Linked DNA regions of Salvelinus alpinus: region 2 is linked to region 1. The links are chromatin contacts, called in public Hi-C maps. All regions are on one chromosome and are shown on one strand. The core of a region is the stretch at or near the end of the contact, and the rest is flanking DNA. Distances in the headings are between cores, read along the strand shown.

Region 1 (5,421 bases), core at 1,347-3,846:
ATACTCTGTGCCGTGTAGATGACTGAGCTTCTCGAGGCAATATCACCAAGTCACGGAGGTACCTTTAACATTTAATATGCCATTTGGAGTCAGCCTTCAATACCCACTCCACAGGACTGCTCTGGGGAGGAATCCAAATCCAATGCTTTACAGTTCAACACAAAGACTCCTCACACAAAAATGTACTTGGGTTCCTTTCACTATATGAGCTAATATATTTACTGTGAACACTTGGCCATTGAAGATTTTGAGTGCAAATCCTTGTAGACTTATTAGACACGCCTGCTTCTCATGGGGTATTCATCAGTCCGAAAAACACTCTCTGGCTGTCCTATATCTCCAGGCCACAAAGTGAAGCGGCATCTTTTCCTCGAACACATACAAATCATGATTGATTTTATAAATGCTGAGCCAAGCAATACATTTTTTGCTTCATGTCATATTTTTTTCATGGCGGTGGGTTATTGTGGATGTTTAATAAGTAATTTTACTCGTGAGAATGTGAGTTAAAAGGGTGCAATCTATGGACGGGTTAAAGAGGCAGAGGACAAATATGGTGTCAGCAAAATGCATCTGGAAAGGTTTAAAAAAAGTCTAAACGGCCCTGATGGCCTTGAATGTTCTACAGTTCTGAGTTCGTTCATGTGTACTCTTTCCTCTCCTTGATGGAGTAATATCTCTGCCTTCCTCATCGTATCACAGCAAGATCTGCCAAATGTGAGCATCATCATCATATTCATCATGTTCTTCCCTCTAGCTGCCCCAAAACATTTCATCATGTCCAATCTGTGGCTTACATAACCATGCAGATGATTCAACAACAACTTGAGATTGCACTGTTGCCAAACATCAGTGTTGGGGTATACCACATGACTGAGGAGAGCGGGCAAATTTACACTACAATGCTGTCAGTAGCGATCAGTTCAACTGGTTGTGCCGCGCAATGTAAAAAGGCACAGTTCTTATTCTTTCATGTTTTTTTGTATTAATGTTTTTATTAGTATAGTTATGCTTTCAAACGTATCGGTTCTGTGAAAAAAAAATATTTCCCTTGCTTCTGAAGACAGTTCATGATATTACAAGATACAATAATTCTCATTCTTTACACTCTCCAGTCAACTCATTGTCAAACAGCAATATGACATATAAACTTGTAGAATGCCCAGGAAATCCTTTTCGTTTTGCATTAACATGTTCATCATGATAATTTATGATTTATAGGTTACCTACCCACCACATTGTGCGCTAAAATGTAAATGGGGGTAGCCTAACACTTAGGTTCCACTGTAGCCTAAAGTTTGGAAAGGTTATATAAGGTTGTAAAAAACGCATCATGAATGGGGGCTGAGAGTTAATACAAATGTAATATTGCAGGTGTTGTCTTCCTTATAAACATGTTACGTAGCATGTTGCAGTGCAAACGTACTTATAGGCTACCTTGCATTTGTTTAATATTCCAATAATTTCAAACCCTTTCAAATGTCATAGATCAAACAAAGCTGTCAAAAACTAACCTAAATTAAGGATTAAGTATTAATAGGCTATTACCAATGATTGTATGCTGATGACGGGAGTCATCATACACTATTTGTACACATGTACAAACCATGTACTATATATACATGGTTAAATAGTACATGGTTTGTACATGTGTACAAATAGTGTATGATGGGTCAATAACAAGGATATATATAGCCTCGTTATTGACCCATCATACACTATTTGTACACATGTACAAACCATGTACTATTTAACCATGTTAAATCGGAAAGAGTCTGTTGCATGTATGATGGGTCAATAACGAGGCTATATATATATATATATATAGTACACACTATTTGTACACATGTACAAACCATGTACTATTTAACCATGTATATATAGTACATGGTTTGTACATGGTTTGTACATATATATATAGCCTCGTTATTGACCCAATTAGGGGTATTCAATTCTAATTTCCCTATGGAGTTATGCAAAATAGTGCAAATGACTAACCTATCTGCTGCGGTGCGTAATTGTTTTTTGGAAGACTACAAGAAATAGGCTATTGTTATCCCTGTCGACAGTAGACTGAAATCAGTCCAGGTTGCTTTAAAAAGCATGTTTCAGGTCTAAATTTACCAGACAGAAATGCAACAGACTCTTTCCGATTATCATGGGCTTGAATTGGATATGTATAGGCTATTGATTTTAGAAAAGGAAAAGCAAATCACTTATGCATCGATACTGGAATCGATGCGTAAGTGGAAAAATAAAATAGTAATCCTAAACCAGATCTGTAAATATTCCCATTATTAATACACTATTCGAATGGTTCTTACCTGATGCGAATAGTTCACAATCCAATGCCAACGCGATTTAGAAAGTCACATTAGCCGACCAAACACTCCAGCGACCGCTTTTATTTTCACAAATGCAACCTCCGCAGCAATGGTAGTGAACCAAACCTAAAGGGTTTCAACACTCAATGAATAAAGTGTCAGACTGGAGCCGCTGTCAGATTGTGGGAGGCATTCACATTAGTCTACTTCCTGTTACATCACGAATTAGCCTACAGCTCTTCAGGAGAACCCACCAACCCACCACGCAGATTGCATGATATAGACCAGGGATGGGAAACTTTGATAGGGGTGGGGCACACAAAACGTCTGAAATCATCATGGGGCGGCGCAGTGGCTCGCGCATCTGTATACGCACATCCTTACCCACACATGTAGTCAGAGCCGGACCAAGTCTTTTGCGAAATTTTGTTAACCCCACCTTGCCAGCAAAGCATTTTAGCCGCCCCCCCTCTGACAGCAGATATAAGAAAAATGTTGAGTTAATTTCCTGCAATTCTACACATTTTGCCATGTGGCATAGAGAACATCTTGCAGTTTTACAGTTAATGCCCTGCAATTCTACACGTTTTGCCATAGTGTGGAGAGAAATGTTTGCAGTTTTTAATATATCTGTCACGACCTGCACGTATGTCTCTATTTTGGTTTGGTCAGGGTGTGATTTGGGTGGGCATTCTATGTTCTTTTGTCTATGTTTTGTATTTCTTTGTGTTTGGCCGGGTGTGGTTCTCAATCAGAGGCAGCTGTCTATCTTTGTCTCTGATTGAGAACCATACTTAGGTAGCTTTTTCCCACATGGTTTTTGTGGGTAGTTAATTTCTGTTTAGTGTTTTCACCTTACAGGACTTTTTTGGATATTCTCTTGTTTATTTTTGTTATAATGTTCAGTTTTAATAAAACAAGCATGAACACTTACCACGCTGCGCTTTGGTCCGATGATTCCTCTTCTTCAGACGACGAATACATTGCAATATTTGAGTGAGAGTGACTAACAAATTCAACGGGGGGCCGGGCCAGGTCGGTAATTCGACCATGTTTACTACAAATGTAGATAGCTGGCCACTAGACTAATTTACCAATCTAAAACATGTTAGCTGACATGGGCTAATTGAGTGACTGTCAGTGACTGACATAACAAGAAACTGCTGATGCACAAACAAATTTTGAAATTGTACCTTGTGTATTTGTCACCGATTCCTCTGGAACTTTCATTACACACATCTGGCCACTATTCCCACGGATTGTATTTGTATGTATGTGTCCTTTGTTCACCATGGTGCTGTCCATTTATTGTTACATTGTCCGTTGGTGCTGTGTGTTTTGGGCTTTCGTGCCCTTGTGGATTGCGCAGATGATCATGGGTCTCGTCCCGTGTGTTAATCATCATGCACGTGTGTTATTTATTCAAGGTACTCCTCGCTCTTTTGTTTGGGTTTGTGTCTGCAGAGTTTGTTCCAATGCATTGGCTGTAAACATTCGGCCTGGTTCTAAATGACAGGAACATACCCGCAATTCGATGTCTTCTCATATGGAAGAAGCTCGCTCTGTGAGTGTTCATCTCATTATTAGACTTGGTTTATCCCATAGGCTTTATCATAAGTAGGTCAACTGACTGACATACAGGTAACTATTTTTTACTTTAGTTTATTTGGTCAATATTTTCTTGACTCTTTCTTGAACTGCACTGTTGGTTAAGGGCTTGTAAATAAGCATTTCACGGTAAAGTCCACACTTGTTTTCGAAACATGTGACAAATAAAGTTTGATTTGAACTGTCCAAATCAGTTAAACACTTGAGTAAATGAGGGATACAAAGTATGGTGAAAGCGGGTGCTTCCACACGGGTGTGGTTCCTGAGTTAATTAAGCAATTAACATCCATCATGCTTAGGCTCATGTGTAAAAAATGCTGGGCAAGCCATACTTTTGGCCATCATTTTGGCTACCATGGCTATGCCCCCATAGGATGACAATGCCCCTATCCACAGGGCATGAGTGTTCACTGAATGGTTTGATGTGCATGAAAACGATGTAAACCATATGTCATGGCCGTCTCAGTCACCAGATCTCAACCCAATTGAACACTTATGGTAGATTCTGGAGCAGCACCAGCGTTTTACACCAAATGGTATTTCTCGTGGAAGAATAGTGTCACATCTCGAGAACTGTTTTGGACATAGTCTCATTTATAATCTATCGAGGTCATTACATTATTATAAAAAAATATGAATGTAGGCTATGATTGCAGAGAAATTCCCAACAAACGAATAGGTCATTTGTCAATTTGGAGTCATATATCATTCAAGTGAAGGCCATTATGGAAACGTTAGAACTATCATGATAATACAACACTGCCCCCCTGTGTCTAAGTGATGCACTTGTCAGTGGAGTCAATTCCAATAGCCTGCTGTACTGCAATATGAAAGGGGACTTGGAACAGAATGAACATCTGCACAAAAATGCAATGTTGATGACTATGCCAAATTAAACGTAGTCTCCAATGGGTTGCTGATATGTTGTTTTCACCTGGGTAAAAAAAAAAGACCATGGAAAAAAGAAACATGACAAGATATTACTCACATGAAGGGGTAAAATAATGAAACAGATCATTTACAGTAATTGATATAGATGATGTACAGTACTTGATACAGATAATGTGCTTTATTGTATGATATTACATGTGCAGTGCTTTTGGGATAATTAATGTTCATCATTTGTCAACAAAAAAAAACTTGTCTGGTGTCCTCAAGAAGAAAAAATAATACAATTATATACCGGTATTTGGTATGTGACAGTAAAAAAAATGTATAAAATTGTGATATTACTAAAAAAAATCTTCTTACAAACGGTTAAAAGGTTACAATAAGCAATACAACATTACACAATAGGCCAAAACAAGCCTTTTATACAATTGCTGCAAGACTACAAGGACATACCAAAGTCAAATAAGAATGATATAAATAAAGACTCATTCAAAAGTAGTGTATGTAGGAAGGGTTTAATAAGAAGTAGGAAGGGTTTAATATTAATAGGAAGGGTTTAATAGGAAGTAGGAAGGGTTTAATATTAATAGGAAGTAGG
Region 2 (5,570 bases), core at 3,017-5,516, 150 kb before region 1:
CACGGTGTCTCCAGTGCGCGTGCATAGCCCGGTGCGCTACATTCCAGCTCCCCGCATCACCCGGGCTAGGGTGAGCATCCAGCCAGGAAGGGTTGTGCCAGCCCTGCTCTCCAGACCTCCAGTGCGTCTCCTCGGCCCAGGATATCCTGCGCCGGCTCTGCGCACTGTGTCTCCGGTGCGTCTGCACAGCCCATTGCGTCCTGTGCCTGCGCCCCGCATCTGCCTCCACGGCCCAGTGTATCCGGTGCCTCTGCCAAGGACAAAGCCTCCTGTATGTCTATCCAGCCTGGTGAGTCCTGTGCCTGCGCCTAGAAATAATCCTCCTATACGTCTCCTCCCTCCAGTGATGATCCATGGCAAGAAGCCTCCAGTGATGATCCATGGCACGAAGCCTCCAGTGATGATCCATGGCAAGAAGCCTCCAGTGATGATCCATGGCAAGAAGCCTCCAGTGATGATCCATGGCAAGAAGCCTCCAGTGATGATCCTTGGCAAGAAGCCTCCAGTGATGATCCATGGCACGAAGCCTCCAGTGATGATCCATGGCAAGAAGACTCCAGTGATGATCCATGGCACGAAGCCTCCAGTGATGATCCATGGCATGAAGCCTCCAGTGATGATCCATGGCAAGAAGCCTCCAGTGATGATCCATGGCACGAAGCCTCCAGTGATGATCCATGGCAAGAAGCCTCCAGTGATGATCCATGGCACGAAGCCTCCAGTGGGGAGTCATGGAAAGAAGGCCTCCAGTCCGGAGCGTCCAGCGAAGGTCTCCAGTCCGGAGCCTCCAGCGACGTTCTCCAGACCGGAGCCTCCAGCGACGTTCTCCAGTCCGGAGCCTCCAGCGACGGCCTCCAGTGTGGAGCCTCCAGCGACGGCCTCCAGTCCGGAGTCTCCAGCGACGGCCTCCAGTCCGGAGCCTCCAGCAACGTTCTCCAGTCCAAAGCCTCCAGCGACGGTCTCCAGTCCGGAGCCCGCAACGAGGGTGCCCAGTCCGGGGCCCGCAACGAGGGTGCCCAGTCCGGGACCCGCAACGAGGGTGCCCAGTCCGGGACCCGCAACCAGGGTGCCCAGTCCGGGGCCCGCTACAAGGGTCCCCAGTCTGGGGTCGGCGGCGAGGGTCCCCGCACCAGAGGCGCCACGGTTTGTTTTTGTAGTGTTTGTTGTTTTGTTTGGCGTCTTTTTCCCAAATAAAGAGAAAATGTACGCTCACCACGCTGCACCTTGGTCCTCTCCTTTCAACAGCCGTGACATACAGACAGATTATTTCACTTATAATTCACTGTATCACAATTCCAGTGGGTCAGAAGTCTACATACACAAGTTGACTGTGCCTTTAAACAGCTTGGAAAATTACCGAAAATTATGTCATGGATTTAAAAGCTTCTGATAGGCTAATTGACATAATTTGAGTCAATTGGAGGTGTCCCTGTGGATGTATTTCAAGGCCTACCTTCAAATTGTAGACCTCCAGAAGGCTGGTTCATCCTTGGGAGCAATTTCCAAATGCCTGAAGGTACCACGTTCATCTATACAAACAATAGTACGCAAGTATAAACACCATGGGACCACGCAGCCGTCATACCGCTCAGGAAGAAGACGCGTTCTGTCTCTTAGAGATGAACGTACTTTGGTGCGAAAAGTGCAAATCAAACCCAGAACACCTTGTGAAGATTCTGGAGGAAACAGGTAAAAAAGTATCTATATCCACAGTAAAACGAGTCTTATATCGACATAACCTGTAAGGCCGCTCAGCAAGGAAGAAGCCACTGCTCCAAAACCGCCATAAAAAAGCGGTTTGCAACTGCACATGGGGACAAAGATGGTACTTTTTGGAGAATTGTCCTCTGGTCTGATGAAACAAAAATAGAACTGTTTGGCCATTATGACCATTGTTACATATGGAGGAAAAAGGGGGGGCAGCTTGCAAGCCGAAGAACACCATCCCAACCGTGAAGCACGGGGGCGGCAGCATCATGTTGTTGGGGTGATTTGCTGCAGGAGGGACTGGTGCACTTCACAAAATAGATGGCATTATGAGGGAGGAAAATGATGTGGATATACTGAAGCAGCATCTCAAGACATCAGTCAGGAAGTTAAAGCTTGGTCGCAAATGGGTCTTCCAAATGGACAATGACCCCAAGCATACTTCCAAAGTTGTGGCAAAATGGCTTAAGGACAACTAAGTCAAGGTATTGGAGTGGCCATCACAAACCCTGACCTCAATCCTATAGAACATTTGTGGGCAGAACTCAAAAAGCGTGTGTGAGCAAGGAGGCATACAAACATGACTCAGTTACACTAGCTCTGTCAGGAGGAATGGGCCAAAATTCCCCCAACTTATTGTGGGAAGCTTGTGGACGGCTACCTGAAATGTTTGACCCAAGTTAAACAATTTAAAAGCAATTCTACCAAATACTAATTGAGTGTATGTAAACTTCTGACCCACTGGGAATGTGATGAAAGAAATAAAAGCTGAAATAAATCATTCTCTCTTCTATTATTCTGACATTTCACATTATTAAAATAAAGTGGTGATCCTAACTGACCTAAGACAAGGGAATCTTTACTAGGATTTAATGTCAGGAATTGTGAACAACTGAGTTTAAATGTATTTAGCTAAGGTGTATGTGAACTTCCGACTTCAGCTGTATGTGTATTGTCCATATAATGGTACACGGTAGGGTCAGATTAATATAGATGCTTACTGTCAATGTCAGTTTACAAAGGCTCAAGGTTTGGTCCCTCAGATACTACCATCCATGCATACCTTGGAGATGAAGTGATTACATGCTTAATTAGCTGTGTTGAACGACTACAGAACTACAATGGCTCACACATCAACAGCTCAAACAGCTTCTACAAAGCCAAATACGGTACAGCTAGACAGCTGCTATAGATCCTGACCATTAGTTGTTTTATCTGTATGGGAAAACCCTGCATTTATTTTAAATAGTTGAGTTCGCTGTAGTAAGGTGAATTAAATAGACACAACACTGATGTTAGTCCGTTAAAATACAACTTGAGCTCTTGTTGTGGTGTGTATGGTTATAAACCACTAGAGGTCCATAGAGTCAAAGGTCTGCTTTGTATTTCATAAACAAAACAAAAAAGGTTAGAAATTCCGTAAGATCTTGTTGTTAAAAGCTTTTTTTAATTGTGATCGGAAAAAAAACATTTATAGTGTGGACACATCTTTGAAATGACCGATGATGACCCCTTGAATAATGACCATATATTCAGAAAATGTACTGTGTGAAATAACTGTCCTGATGCTCAGCGTCTCTTAAACATGATATTCATTTTCAACACTGCACATAGTCATTCTTCAATTGTAACTCCAAGTGAATAAGATTAGGTAGTTACCTACCACTTTTACTTCTATTTTGAAATAAAACAATGGACACAGAAGAAGTACTGTACAGTAGGTACTACCTTGTCTCTGTGCAATTACCTAGTATTTCTCGAGTATAAAGCCTATATATGTGATATATGTAAGGGATGAATGCAGACGCTCTGTACATTATCTGGAAATGATGGACGACGTGGTAGGGACGACACGCTGCCTAGTATAAAGCCTATGTGTGTGTTATTTATTGTGTGACTCATCCTCTATCAAACATCACCTCCACTGATATAACAGGAGTCAGCTCTTATGACCAAACTCTGTCTTTCAGCTTCAAGTCTGCCCCTGTGTGTTCCTCTGAATTCAAGGGGGAATTCAGTCCGTCCGTGTCAGTATTGTCAAGGGGCTGCAGTGTAATACTGTAGATTAGATCTCTAAGGAAGTTAACAGTTATTTGACAGGTGAATTGATTTGCCAGGGTTAACTCCGCTAGAAGGTCTTTTGCTATTTTCTCATTCCTGACTGGGAAGGAAAGAAGGAGTCAAATCCAGAATAGTGTGATTGTGATTGCTGGTAAGTTCACAGGCAGTACAGTAGAGTAGACCTACAGGCAGTACAGGATAGTGTGATTTAGATTGCATGTGAGTTCACAGGAATGGGGAGGTCCACCACACCACAAGTACAGGATCCTGTCAACATGGACACAAAATTGCCCTTTCTGTGTCAATTCAGGATTACAATGCCTACAGGTAGTTTTGAACATCCTACTGTATTCATCTGTTGAACAGAAACATGGTGAAACGTAATAATGAATCTTAGTTTCACTTCACACGTGTCCCATCTCTTACTCATAACAAAACGTGCATTTCGATAGGCTGCACCCTTACAGGCCTGCACGTGTTATTGGCTATACTTACATAAAGGAAGTACGTTTCCTGTCAGTAGTAAGCGCTCGTTTGCATCAGCCACATAGCTTGTCAGTACGCAAAGTTGTAACGTCTCCACATTTACGTTAACTACCAGATCCTGCTCTGTTAAACATCTTGTTGGTAAGTTTACCTTCCTGTTCTGCAGTCTTTAACCTGTGTTGTGTGAGATATGGCTGCTCCCGCTCTTTTGAACAACAGTTGTTTCTCGTCTAGTTTACGGGACTCTAGACTTCTCTCATTCCACCTCTCTCACCAAAAACAGAAGTGCTTGTACTTTCTCATTCTCCCACAGATACAGCTTATCAACTAAAGTCTATTCCTTTTGTCTTCCGTAGATGTTGTACAGTTTGTAATGGCATGAAATGTTCCTTCTTGGAAATATTCACCCATTTTGAATCCTATGATGCAACTCGTCATACCGGCTGTATGTCTGCCTGTTTGAACTCAGATACACAATAAAAACATGAAATCATCCTGGGAATCGATAGAACATCGCTCAGAGATGTACAAAAACGATATAACATTCAACATGGGTGTCACGTTCCTGACCTGTTTTTCCTTTGTTTAGCTTTATTTAGTTGGTCAGGACGTGAGCTGGGTGGGCAGTCTATGTTATGTGTTTCTTGTTTAGGTTCATTGGTAATTAGCCTTATATGGTTCTCAATCAGGGGCAGGTGTTTGACGTTTCCTCTGATTGAGAACCATATAAAGGTAGGCTGTTCACACCGTTTGTTTGTGGGTGATTGTCTTCCGTGTCAGTGTTTGTACCACACGGGACTGTTTCGTTTGTTTAGTCTGTACCTGTTCATGCGTTCTTCATTATATGTAAGTTCACATGTTCAGGTCTGTCTACGTCGTTTTGTTGTTTTGTAGTTATTCAAGTGTGCTTCGTGTTCCGCTTGTTTAATAAATTCATTATGTATTCAACCAACGCTGCGTTTTGGTCCGATCCCTGCTCCTCCTCAGATGAGGAGGAGAACAACCGTTACAATGGGTGATTATTTCCTTTAAGTGTATTAAAACAGTACTGATATCACATTTACATCAAATATACTGTATGTCTTCAGTAGTGAAAGTAAAAACAACTTTAAAGCAGACTACATTACAATGAGCCCAATGGTTACATCAGACAACCCTTTCAATGTTAATTATGATTATTGATAGCTTGTACTCAGGTAATATATTCTGTACAGTATTAGGATCACTTCTATCGAACTGTTGACTGTTGTTTTATTGTCACTCATGTTTGATTGCTTTTCACATAACATAATGATATGTCTATATTGTTAGTTGAG

The links. Hi-C and Micro-C count contacts between places; a contact is called where the count stands out from the background.
Region 2: a Hi-C map of liver shows a contact between it and region 1, with 7 times the contacts expected there. The contact joins the promoter of LOC139546312 here to the promoter of LOC139546311 in region 1. A contact is called at or near these places in 2 of 3 Hi-C or Micro-C datasets (liver and muscle).

What each region holds. Positions count from the first base shown.
Region 1 is chr20:12,458,629-12,464,049 of SLU_Salpinus.1, reverse strand. LOC139546311 (calcitonin gene-related peptide type 1 receptor-like) reads right to left here and starts at 2,596. Exons shown (of 13, transcript XM_071354543.1): 1 at 2,325-2,596. It overlaps tfpia (tissue factor pathway inhibitor a), which reads right to left. Exons shown (of 6, transcript XM_071354542.1): 6 at 4,987-5,421.
Region 2 is chr20:12,611,619-12,617,188 of SLU_Salpinus.1, reverse strand. It overlaps LOC139546312 (protein mono-ADP-ribosyltransferase PARP15-like), which reads left to right and starts at 4,266. Exons shown (of 7, transcript XM_071354544.1): 1 at 4,266-4,395.